Regions from separate parts of the Siniperca chuatsi genome. Here region 2 is linked to region 1. Evidence: chromatin contacts called from public Hi-C data. All regions are on one chromosome and are shown on one strand. The core of a region is the stretch at or near the end of the contact, and the rest is flanking DNA. Distances in the headings are between cores, read along the strand shown.

The links. A called contact is a pair of places that touch in the nucleus more often than the background predicts.
Region 2: a contact with region 1 is called in a Hi-C map of an unstated tissue, with 2.8 times the contacts expected there. The contact joins the enhancer-like site here to the promoter of klf3 in region 1. A contact is called at or near these places in 2 of 3 Hi-C or Micro-C datasets (skeletal muscle and an unstated tissue).

What each region holds. Positions count from the first base shown.
Region 1 is chrLG3:16,190,744-16,197,234 of ASM2008510v1, reverse strand. klf3 (Krueppel-like factor 3) reads left to right here and starts at 2,292. Exons shown (of 7, transcript XM_044191161.1): 1 at 2,292-2,544.
Region 2 is chrLG3:16,234,164-16,240,654 of ASM2008510v1, reverse strand. tbc1d1 (TBC1 domain family member 1) reads left to right here. Exons shown (of 22, transcript XM_044191168.1): 14 at 4,148-4,348. Among protein-coding and RNA genes, the nearest start is that of tbc1d1, 40 kb to the left of the region's middle. Within about 2 kb of position 3,549, the one cell type or tissue checked has an H3K27ac peak away from gene starts, as active enhancers do.

The sequences.
Region 1 (6,491 bases), core at 1,043-3,542:
CAAGAAAATCAGTAATACATAGCTACAATAGCTTTAAGTCATGTCTTCTGTTTAACAGTTTTTTGTTTTATTATGATAATGTTGATTTACGCTGCTTCTGACTCATTCAGAATACAGCTGTTGAGTATAAACAAGCAATCAAGCAATTTACTTTTTGTTAGTTTACTCCCACCTGATATTGATTTTCTTCCACCTCATATGTTGCAAACAAGATTAGCTCGTCTCTGGTGACTTTGTATTTTCAACATTCTTACTGTAACACATTTTATGAATGCCTGAGTGACTTTAATGTTCGGGTTTGCTTTGATAGTCATTTAGGACAGTGATACTGTGTGTAGTAAAACTCTTTAATTTACAATCTATGCACCGTCTCACAGGAGAACTAAAACAATGACAGCCTCAAGCACGAGTTGGGTGTTGAAGTATAAACTTTTTCAGTTTGCATGGAGTCATTTAAATCACTGTTAATACCAAAACTATTGCACAATGGAGCATTAGTGTGAAGCATAAATATATTGTTGTTATGGTTACCTGCAGTGTAATTCCATGGCACTGATTTAGATCAGTAGTTAAACTGTTGACAGGAACTGTGTTTAAGATGTCCTGAAACATAATTATAATGTGCACCTGTCAGCCACCTTGCAGCAACATGCCATCCTCATCGATCTGGGTAACTCTCTCTCTCACACACACAAGCACGCACACACACACACATACTCTCACACACACGTGTTTCCATCACTTCAGAGGACATTACATTGATTTACAATAATTTACAGGAGACTTACCCTAACCCTAACCATAACCATTACTTGCAGAACCCTAACCTTACCCTAACCTTAAACCAAGTCTTCACCCTAAAATTTAATGATTTTTGTTATGGGGACTTGTGTTTTGTGCCCAAAAGGAAGGCGAGTCCCCACAATGTGACTGTTTAAACAGATTTATATCCCCACAACATGAGTAATAGCGCTCACACACACACATACATATGACCACCACAAAATATGAGTCCATCCAATTAGCTTCCACCCAAAAGTAAAATGTTGCTGACACAGCAGTGCATTTGTAATGCCTAATATTATTGATATACATTTTTAATTGTAATTTTTTTGTATTTTCTATTTATGATTCTTGAATTTTGTAGTTTTTCTTCTTATTATGTTTATTGTTATGCACCACAATACCAAGGCAAATTAATTGTATGTGAAAACCTAATTGACAATAAACCTGAGTACTTTTTTGATAATTTGCTGATGATACTTATGTGCTTTTATATAAATAATGTTTGCACTTTATGCAGGACTTTCACTTGTGTTAGTGTATATCACACTGTGGTATCACTATTTCTGTTTCTGTTAAACATAAGCAGACATTGTCCATCACTAAAATGTCATTTCCTCGATGAACCATTCAGGTCAGGGTGCCACATTTGCAGTGGTCTAGGAAGTACTCAGATCCTTTACTTAAAATATACTAATACCACACTGTAAAAATACTCTATTACAAGTAAAAGTCCTGCGTTTAAAAACTTACTTAAGTATGTAGGTATAATCAGGGAAATGTACTTAAAGTATTAAAAATAAAAGTACTCAATGCAGAAAGATGTCCCCTGTAACTGTTATACTAATATATATTATATAATTAGATTATTATTAATGATAGTACAAAATTTAAAATTATTAAAAGTAAATTCATATTATTAAAATTGTTAAGCGGAAAATCCTCACATTTGAGAAGCTTGAAACATGAAATGTTTTTGCATGAAAAATGACTTAAACAATCAAAATAGGTGGCAGTAAATTTTCTGGCAATCGACTTATCAATGAATCAACCAATAATTTCAGCTCTAGTTGTCTTAATTTGTAAAGTAACTAATAACTAAAGTTATCAAATAAATTTAGTGGAGTAAAAAGTACTATATTTTCCTAAAGTACAAGTGCCTACCAATTTGTAGACTGCTGAAGTACAATACTTGAGTAGGACTAAATGTACGGTCATTCCACCACTGCAAATTTGGCACACTGAATATTTAAATTGTAGCCTATTAAACAAATAGTATTACATAGTAGTACAGTTTCATTAACAACAGGTCGCTGCTGTTATGATTGTAATGGATTGAAAAGTTCCAAGTAGTTGAACACTTGAAAAGAGACGTGCAACACACACACACACACACACACACACACACACACCGGTCCCGCCCAGTGGCCCGACCCCACGAGAACAGACAGGCAGCGGATCATGTGACAGCAACACTCTCTAAACGACAAAACAGGAGAGAGAGAGACACACACACACACACACTCACAGAGAGAGAGGGAGGGAGTTTCGTAACTTAGGGAAGTTTTGTGGAGCCATCGATCACTGGAGCGTCTTGTTTTTTCTGAGCCCGATGTCAGTGACACAACGTCGCCTGCGTCACTTTTTCTGCGGAGTTGCCTAATTGAGTCTCTCTCTGAGAGGGAGCCTTTGCCGTTCAGCAAGGCAGCTGTGAAACTACCGTCTCTCCTCCAGGAATAGACTGTATACTCCATCCGAGAAGTAAGTTTGACACTGTGATCTTCCTCTAACGTTGCTGCGGGCGACTTTAGTGTGTTATAAGTTTCATACTGTTGACCCCGGCGCACTGGTCTTATTTCCTATCGGATGTGTTGTGGTAAAGCCTGTAATTGCTGCGAGGTCTTTTTAAAGGTTAGATGTGGTAGTAGCCTAGATGTGTTGTATTAAAACAGACTTCATTATGGGAAAGAGGAGAAGTCCATATATTCAGAGTTGTGGGCTTTTTTTTTAATGATATCATGCTGCTTGTGTCTAGTTAATTAGTCTAATTAGTTGATTACTCAAAGTTGTTTTTATGACAGTTTCTTGATTTTGTGTGTCGCACATTTCATGTTGTAAAATAAAGAAAATAAAAATGTATTGGCCTGATGACTAATTATCTTAAGGGTGGCTGATAACTGATGTAACCCCACAGTAAGGCAGCAGAGAGCCAATGCTATTTATAGCCTTTAGAGCCTTTTATAGAACATAGAAGTTGTTTAATGAATTAATTAAAAGACAGACAAATACAGGCTTGTGGGGGAGAAAGAGAATCTGCTATAGTGATGTGTCTCCATCTGTGTAGTTGGTTCCTCTCTTTGTCAATGCTAAACACATTTAACAACCTGTGAACACATAATGTGTGTTTTTAATCTAGTTTAAGATGGTCTCGATTTAGAGATTTAGTAATGGTGTGATCAGTTAGGGCTCAGTCCATCTGTTGATTGTTTTTTCAATTAAGAGATTCATTGTTTAGTTTCAGAAATGTAAAATGAAAAATAAAATTTGCCCATTACAAGTTCTGAGTGACATGTTTAAGTGCCCTTCATGCAAAATCTAAAGAGAATCAATTTAAAATAATATAAGACAGAGAAAAGCAGCAAAATTTCACTTTTGAGAAGCTGGAATCAGCAAGTATTTACCATTTTTGCTTGATTAAACAACTGAAATGATTAAGTGATTATCAGTCATTTGACTCATTCATTAACTGATTTATTGCTTCGGTTGTAGATCATACTGACAGGCCATCAGTAACAGGCTGAATGTGATGCTGATGCAGAATCAACCAGTGGTGTGTGAGAGATGAGCCTCAGTGTTGCTGAGTGGTGTCAGAGCTGAGGGCAGTGTTACACACATGTGACAGGTGTGTGTGATAGAGAGAGAGTGAGAGTATTTGTCTGGCCTCTCGTTTCACATCTTTTACAATAAAACATCTCTTTCTCTCTCTCTCTCTCTCTCTCTCTCTCTCTCTCTCTGTGTGTGTGTGTGTGTGTTTCTCCGTCTCTGTCTCTCCCTGTTTCCTGTGCTTTGTTTCAAGGCTGAGGCTTGCGTCACACATTCCACTTGGCATATGAAGCCCTTATCCTGTTTAGAGCCTGGAGTGAGAGAGAAAGAGGGAGAAAGAAGGGAGGAGAGAGGGATGTGGATGTGGGGGGTGGACGGGTGGAATGAGGGCGACCTCTCTCTCTCTGCCTCTTTGTCTTACTTTACACTCTTCTCTTGCTCTAGAAAAGTTTAAAAAAGAAGAAGAAAAAGACGAGTTCACCTCTCTTTTTATTTATTCCTTTATTTATTTGTCTCTCATTAGAGCTGACACACACTTATGTACACACACCCCAAATACCCCACCCACCCTACGCCTTTTTTTTCCTGAATTGACATGCTGATGTTATCTGCTGGAACAAAATGCGCAAGAGTGTGTACGCACACACGCACGCACATACACACACTGCTCAAAGGGCATGTCCTAGGGAACATTAGGGCTAAACATTAAACTCCTGGATGCTGAGTAGTTGGTGATTCTGCATTAGAAGTTAAGGAAATAAGGACACTGTCGTCCACAGACAGCCATAAACATAAAGAGCTGTAACTTGTTACACAATTTCACATGCGTGCCAGCACAGACACGCACATGTGCTGTGTGTCTATTGCTGCTTTTAAACCACTGGATTGAGCCACTGTGACAGTGTAGCTCTGTCTTACCGCCAGCCCCCTCCCCATGTTTGAGGTTCACTGAAGTTTTGTCATATTTTGGTCGAAACCCACTTCGTTTTGTTCCCTGTTTCTGTCTCTGCCTTGTTCTTTCCACTTCCATTTTGACATAGTTTGGTCAGAATGGCTGTTTTCTTTGCCCTTTCTCTCCTTCTATTCCCCCCCTCTCTCCTCTCATTCTTCTGGTAGGGAGGTGCAGTGTGTGTGTGTGTGGGGGGGGGTCAGACAGGAAACCGCAGGCCCCCTGCAGCAGCACCCCCCATTTGGCTTCACTCTCCTCCTCCTCCTCCTCCTCTTCTTTACACCCCCGACCCATCACGCAGTGTGGAAATAATAACAGTCAGACTAAACTCTGAGGGCTTCCGCTTCTCTCTCTCTTTTTCTCTCTGGCAGACTCTCTCCTTCTCTACTTCCCTCTGTCCTCAGTTGTCTGGAAAGCCTCAAAACTTTGCTCTCTTCGACAAGTACGGCTCAAGGTGCGTGCACATGTGTGTGTGTCTTTGTCAGTGTTTGAGCCTTATGTCAACTCTGCTGTGTCTTTAAATGTGTGTATCTGTGTGTTTGCATGTGTGTGTGATGATGGATCCTGTTTCCTCTCCCCTGCTGACGGCCCCCTCTGGCTTCTCCCTGAGGTCTGCAGGCCTGCAGCCCCACAGTCTGCTGGAGAGGAGCGCAGAGGGGCTACGTGCCTGTGTGTGTGTGTGTTGGGGGAGTTAGATGAGGGAATAGGAAGCCAAAATAAGAGGATAGGGGGCTTCAGCCGGGGACTTAAAGTAAGAGGAGTCAAAGTCAGAGCATATGAGGCGTTATTAGGGGAGTCAGGAGTAGGAAGTGAGCTAAGGGGTTGACATTAGGGAGCAGGGAGGTACAGTAGGGGTGAGAGCTTGAAAGAAGGAGCAAATCCGAGTGAGTCGAGGGCAAGAAACTACATCGGAGGTGAGCTCAGAAAAAGGAAAAGTTAAGCGCTGGAATATTAGCTTGCCACCTTGATGAGTCATGTAATTGGGATCTTAAATTAAGGACAATTAGTGCATTCCCTGAGGGGTGTGAATAGGTGTGAGTCAAGCTAGAGTACATACATGAAGTTCTACACTGCAAGCAATGACGTGTGTCAATGCTTGAGTGCTGTTTGAGTCTGGCGATTTGTGATGAAAATGACAGGTGTAAGACAGATAAGGTGAGACTGACATGGTAAAAGAGATGGAAGAAAGGCAAGTAAAGGAGTCAGAAGCAGGGAACTGAAGGCTGTGTGTGTGTGTGTGTGTGTGTGTGTGTGTGTGTGTGTGTGTGTGTGTGTGTCTATTGCGGCGTGTTCTTGGACAAAGCTGTTGTCTGGAGGTTTCTGGTCTCTCTGGTGATCTCATCATCTCCAGCCTGTTGCCATTAGAGGGTGTGTGTGTGTGTGTGTGCGTGTGTGTGTTTGTGTGTGTGTGCAGCCCCATTTGTGTCTGTGTACGTTTGAGCATGTGTGGGTGTCTGTAATAATTTAGTCCTTTAGTGATTTAGTGTGTGTATTCTGTTGAGCTAGCAGAAACTTAGTGTGCGGCTGTGAGTGTGTGTGTGTGTGTGTGTGTGTGTGTGTGTGTGGTTGAGTCAGTAGCCAGGGACTCCAAGCCACAATATTTTCCCCTTCAGTCATGTTGTTTTATATCATTCATAGAGAGAGAGAGAAAAAGAGTGCGGGGTGGTGTGCGGTTCAGATAAATACAGTAGTAAAGACGTGAGGGATTGCTGAGGAGCGAGTGAAAAAGAGGTGTAGAAGATCAGGAGGGTGAATCCAAGGAGAGAGAGAGAGGGGGGGGGGGGTGTAGGAAGTGTTTGCTGAGTGGGTTGGGGTTGAGTACACAGTAGCTCTACTGACCTAGAAGGACAATATTTGCAGACCACACTTGACATGCACAAACACACACCCACATATAGAGCGCACAAGGAGAAAAATACTCCTCAACAGTCCAGGT
Region 2 (6,491 bases), core at 2,300-4,799, 42 kb before region 1:
GCAGACGTGGGAATCATGCATGTGCTTGCACGTCTTCAGATCCTGCATTTTGATAATTATATGTACCGTGTGTGTGTGTGTGTGTGTGACAGAACAAGTGTTGACAGTTGAGATAGTTGGGTTGGTTGCACTGTAACTCCACTGAAACGCCTAAAGAAACTCAAGAAGAATAAAAAAAGAAATAAAAAAAAAACGTTGTTGAGGGAAATGCTCATATAAAAACATGTTAATACATAGTACCAAAAGAAATGAAGTTATTTCTTTATTACACTTTATTATACAGGTGTTTACATTTTGTGTTGGAAGAGATGTTTTTGAGTCTTGTAAGAACTCCAGTCAGCTTATAGTATAGAGTTTGTTTCAGTGACATGCATTAAATCCCTGTCCTGAAATGAATTAGTTGCAACTAACGACTATTTTAACATTGATTAATAATTTGGTGTTAAAAAAGAAAATAGTGAAAAATGCCAGCTACAATTTCCGAGAGTCCAGGATGACATCTTCAAATGTCTTGTTTTGTCTGACCAACAGTCTAAAACCCAAAGAAATTAAGCTTCCAATAATATCAAACAGAAAAGCAGCAAATCAATGTGGTATTAAAAGCCTACTGAAGCCTTTAAAGGGGGTTGTATTGATGTAGATTCTTCAAGGAATCAAGGTCATTTATTTGTCATTTTACGACACAGGTTTGCACAATGAAATTTAAGTTGTACTTCATGCTACACACACATGGAACATATATACAAATATAAACATTTTCATAAATATAAATAAATAAAACAATATATGCAGTTATTTACATAAATATAGGTATATACCTATATACATATACACCTAAAAAGTAATAATTATGTAGTGCATTTTTAAAATATGCGTCTGAGTGAATGTAAACAGCAGCAACAAGATTGTGTTGCTAATATGGTCGGCATCTTAACATTAAACTCGACATTTGGGAAACATTGTCCATCAACTTTGACTACGTGTGAGCACCAAGCATCATTGGTGTAAACACAGAGCCTGACTCTTGCGTTGCGGTACATTGTCCGCTCGTCGAGTGCAATAGCTTGATTGTGTTGATTGTTATGATGGAGCCGGGTCTCTGTAAGATGTGGGCACAACAATCTCTGATTTCCCAATGCTGGGTTAGTGTGAGTCCCATTTCATCCATTCCAATTTCCTGTGATGATTTCTGATGATTATATTTCTGTCATAGGTAATAACGTAATTCAGTGATAAAGACGAAAATAAATTAAAACAAAAATGCAAAGTTTGAAGGAGCTATTGGCCACCGCATCTGCTTGCGCCGCTATCACCATGGTATGGTAACAGTCCACTGATGTGGTAATCAGTAGTGTCATTTTTCTGAAAACTCGTAAGACTTTTGTTTTTATGGTGGCGCAAAGGATCTTTTTGCTTTCTATTCTTACAGAAAAAAGAATCATTCACCGTTGGTGACCACTGTTACCTGTGTTTGGCCTGTGTTGTCATGATTTGAAATGTTCCCATTATTGTCACGTTACATTCAAGCAGCAACTATCGTGCCTCTTTGTGTCACTGTACACTGCCTTAAATCCAAAACACATCCCATTGGTTGACTCCTCCTGCACACATAAAACACGCCACAGCTTGGCATGTCAAACTGAATTTTTGTGTGTTATTTCGAGTCAGGAAAAAACTCAACTTTTCTGAAGTGTCAACTGGCATTGATCCTGAAAAGTAAACAATGGGACGATGCAATAATACATTGCACTCCACACCAAAAATAAAAGGGGTCACTGTTTTGATACAAGACCTACGATGCCGGTGTTGTTTGGACTTCTAAGCTGCCTCACTGTTCATTTTCATTCAACCTAATGGGACTGACTTGTTTAGCTTCCATTTCAGTTGTGACTTTGTCCAGGGAAATTAGTGAAATAAGCAAAACACAGGCACATATACAAAGGCAGCTGTACCAATGATTGATATAATTCTCCAAAATCATGACAACCAAGGCTATACACTGACTGAAAGGCACCTAACATAACTAATATTTTCCATATTAGCCACCATTCTGCCACTATGTCTTTTTTATGCTACCACTGGGAGGTGCCAAAGTCTAAAATTCTCAAATTCTCAACAAACCGCAGCCACAAAACATTTCCATACAGTTCAATTAACACCTCTCTGATGCAGTCTCAACAACAACTGAGAATTATAACCTTCACAAAATATTTTTTTGCAATTTGTTCACTTCTGTTCACACCCATCTGCATTCCCTTTCATATGAAACATTTTATGTCACCAATAATAAAATCTGCACCTGAAGTTTATTTTGACAGTCAACTGCCATGAAGTAAAGGAAAAACCGTGCTTTTAGCAGGTCAGTGTGATGGGCTTTGTGCTGGCTGAATGCAAGGTTAGGTTGGGTTGAGTTAGCCATGTATTTATGTGTGTGCTTGCATACATGAGGTCATGGGTGTGTCGAGTAAGTGTGTGTGTGCGTGTGTGTCTTGGGGGGGGTGGTGTCTCAAGGTCATGTTGACAGTTCACACACAAACAGCGCCAGAGGAAAGCGCCAGCCTTGTTGACCCACTTTGCATTTTGTGTGTGCGTGTGCTGGGACTTGGTTCTGGCCAATTTGGAGTGTTTGCTCAGGGAGTGGATCGTGCCACTATATGCAAGAATGTGTGTTAGTGTGTGCGCACGTATGTGCGTGTGGTTCTTTGGCATTAAAATATGGCTTTAGCGTTAAGATTAGGCGTAGTACGGTAGCTCTTATGGTTAAGTTAAGGGCAAGGGGCTAGGGAAGTAATGTAGTCAGAAGAGTGTGCATGCGTGTGTGTGTACTTGCTACATAGTGAGGACTGAAACATTTTTTACCTACAGAGTGAAGACAGTTTTGGAAAGTGAGGACATTTTGGCTGCTCCTCACACAGACTTGGTTTGAAGGGTTAAGGTTAGGCATTTAGTTGTGATGGTTCAGGTTAGGGTGAGGGGCTAGGGAATGCATTATGTCAGTGACGGTCCTCACAAAGATAGAAGTACAAGGATGTCTGTGCGTGCGTGCGTGCGTGCGTGCGTGCGTGCATGCATGCTTTTTCACACCTAAAAGCTAACTCTTCAGCAGTGTTCTGTTGCAGTGTAGCAGTCTGTGTTTGCCTAACAAATACATGACTCTGTTAAGAGGGTTCATCGTCTCCATCTCTGCGTGTCTGTGTGTGTTTGGTTTGTCTTCACTTCTCGTATAACTTAAGGGCCATATGTTTGTATAGTGACTCTACTGGTTTCAGCACGTCTTCCTGACACAGACACAAAGGCATACATGAATGTTTACCTCATCTGGCACAAAGAACACTATTGTCATCATGCGTGCATGTGTGTAATGTGTTGATGTACAGTATGTAGGTTTGTCTTTGTTGTAGGTTATCTGTTGCAGGATTAATATGGTGGCTTATCTTACATATTTATAATTTTCCTCAGAAGAGTTTTGGAAAGATAAGCATCAAATTTACATACCTAAGCCAAACTAAGGTATGTGCGTGTGCGTGTGAGAATCGTGATGTTCCTACGAACTGAAAGAGAAGCGAGTGCTATCTGGATAGTTGTTATGTCCTTCCTCTAAACAACAGAGTATTTTGAGGTTTGGGATCCACCCTGTACTTTGGGGTGGAGTCACACAAACACATTTTTTACAGTGTGTGCGTTGCACCCAACTGCATCAAATATATCTAAGTTTAGCATTTTTATTTTTATTTTGCATGAGTGTCAGAGATATCTGTATTTGTATGTGATATTTGTCTCCTCCATTTTGTCTATGTAATTAAGACAAAAATGATCAAACATAAAATTCAGCATTCTGTGAATAAAGAAAATGCTAATACTAATTAAATTAAAGTATTGAATAATTAGTTTTTTTGTGTATGTATTTTTACATTTCATTTCAGATATTTCTTATATTTAATTTTCCTTTCTCCTGACAAGCTCTGCTGTTTCCCACAACCTGCTTATAAATATTACCATTAAAACTTATATTATTTCATAAAATTATTAATAAATGTTAATCACATGCTTATTCTTTGCTGCATTCTCTTATTTGCTGCTGCAATGGACACCTAATGTAGAGTAATCGGATCTAACCTAATGTGATATAATGTGATATGTCTTTCAGAGCGGGGGGATACCTGTCTAGAAGGGGGTCGATTATGTGTGGGCCAAGTGGGAGTTGGAGGAAGTGGGGACTTGTCCATCAGGGTGGTGCCTGAGGAGAGGACGAAAAGGAGCAAAGAGGAGCTGAGGGAACTCTGGAGGAAAGCCATCCTGCAACAGATCTTGCTGCAGAGGATGGAGAGGGAGAACCAGAAACTACAGGGTGAGTTGGATGGATGAAGGGGTTTACACACACACCAGGAGCCTACATAACCTTTTTTTGTGTGTGCAATTTATTCACATGTTCATAAACAAAAGCTCTCATTATATTTGTGCACACATCATCAAATACTAAACAGACAAGTGAAAATACAATTCACTGCAATGAGCAGTATAATTTCTCTTAATCTTATAATAAGCATTAACACTATAGCAGTGCACAGCGTTGCGGTGAAATTGACCATCCCGTAATACATGCAACAGCCAATGTGTCCTGTCAAAGTGAACTAAAGACTTGAATTTCTGCCTGAAGACAAGAACGGCAGCTAAATACTTAAAATGTAAATGCACATAATACAGAGTTACTTCAGATATTCTTGTACTCTGAAATTCAGTATATTATCATTGATGTTATCAAATCACAATACATTTTATTGCTGCCTGGTCCTGCAAAGTTGGATTGGATTTGTTGTCTCTCTGCATGATAACAAGAACAGCAGCCAGATTTGTTTCATGATGAACTGGCTTCTCTAGAAGCTAAATAGTAAGACAAACAGGTCTTTCTTTAATCCATCTCTGGCAACATGCCTTTCCAGATGTGCACACACACAAAGGTTAGGTAATCGAGTGCCCATTTAGACCCACCACAAATGAACAGGCTATATAATATATAGTTGGGTGTTTGTGTGCGTGTTTGCTGGTAGGCATATCTTAGAGCTTGCCATGTGCACCACCTCTTTCCTGACCCAGTTGGCATGTATCAACACACATCTACCTATGCGCCACACCCCTAACTACCTCCACTGTATACAAACCATTAATTCACACACACACACACACACACACACACACACAACATTTCATCCATCACAAATAGAAATTATTGTTTATATAGTGTGGAAGGAGAGAATGTGAGACAATATTATATATGAAAAACAAGTCCATTCAGCTTCACACACACACACTCGCTGTACTCATACCATACACCCTAACATACACATGTACAGCTTTCTTGGGCATCTAGACTTTAGTTGTGTTTTATTCCTCCCACAGGGTGCCCTCCACCTTTATGTCAGTTATTTTGTCTGAGTGGAGCTTAACTCCCTGTCCTCCATTCTTTCTGTTTATCTCCCTCACTGCTGCCCGGTTTATGGGTCAACTGTGTGTGTGTGTGTGTGTGTGTGTGTGTGTGTGTGTGTGTGTGTTTTTTTGTGGGTGTGGGTGGGTGTGTGTGTGTGTGTGTTCGCTCCAGGGTGGGGTATCCTTTCTTGTTGTGTGTTATTATGGGCGGAGTCTTCCGGTGACAGAAAGGGAGAGAAATGGAGAGTGGTAGATGAGGAGAGGTTGGAGAGTGGAGAGATTGAGAGTTGGCTGGGCTGCAGCCAGTGAGCAAGTCCTGATGGACTAGACTCTGCCTGCTCTAGACAGCTGATAAGACAGACAGCAGAGCCCCAGTATCTCCAACAGCATCTATTCCTACTCTGGGTGTGTCGGCTACTGCACCATCCAAGTTTTCTTCCTCTATTATCCAGAATACACATTCCAGGTCACTCCTGCTACTTGTCTGTCTTTGATTGCTAAGGCCATGATATACAGCACTTCATAAAAAGTATTCAGACCTCTTTAGATGTTCTCAATTTATCTTGTGCCAAGTTATTTTAAAATGTGTTTATTCTGGATCTTGGTGTGAGTTCTATGCAAAGCCCTCTACTTTTGCAAGGCACTGAATTTACATATTCTCAATGTGTTCTTTAAAGCTGTGGTGTTATTATAATCACCCCAGTTTACTTTTTGCTAAATTTTGCTAATGTAAATACACTCTGCTTAATCCCCCCTGTTGGCTGCATGCCTAATTTCCCCTCCGTGTCAGTGCAGGTTGGAGCAGGAAGTGGCCCGCTGTCTCTTTCCTGTCCCATAGTGATGATGTCACTCTCCCCACCTCTGCCAAGTTGCAGCTGGTCACTGGGTGGACACTACACATGAGCGGAAAGGGTGGGAAAGTCCACAAGGGGAAGGAGGGAGAATAGGGAAAGTGTGGTTGACGGACATGACAAAAAGCAGGATTATATGAGAAGAAAGAGTTGAGTGTTGGCAGAAAAGAGAAAGAGAAGAAGAGAAGGGCTGTGGGTTAAGAGATTAGGGGAGGG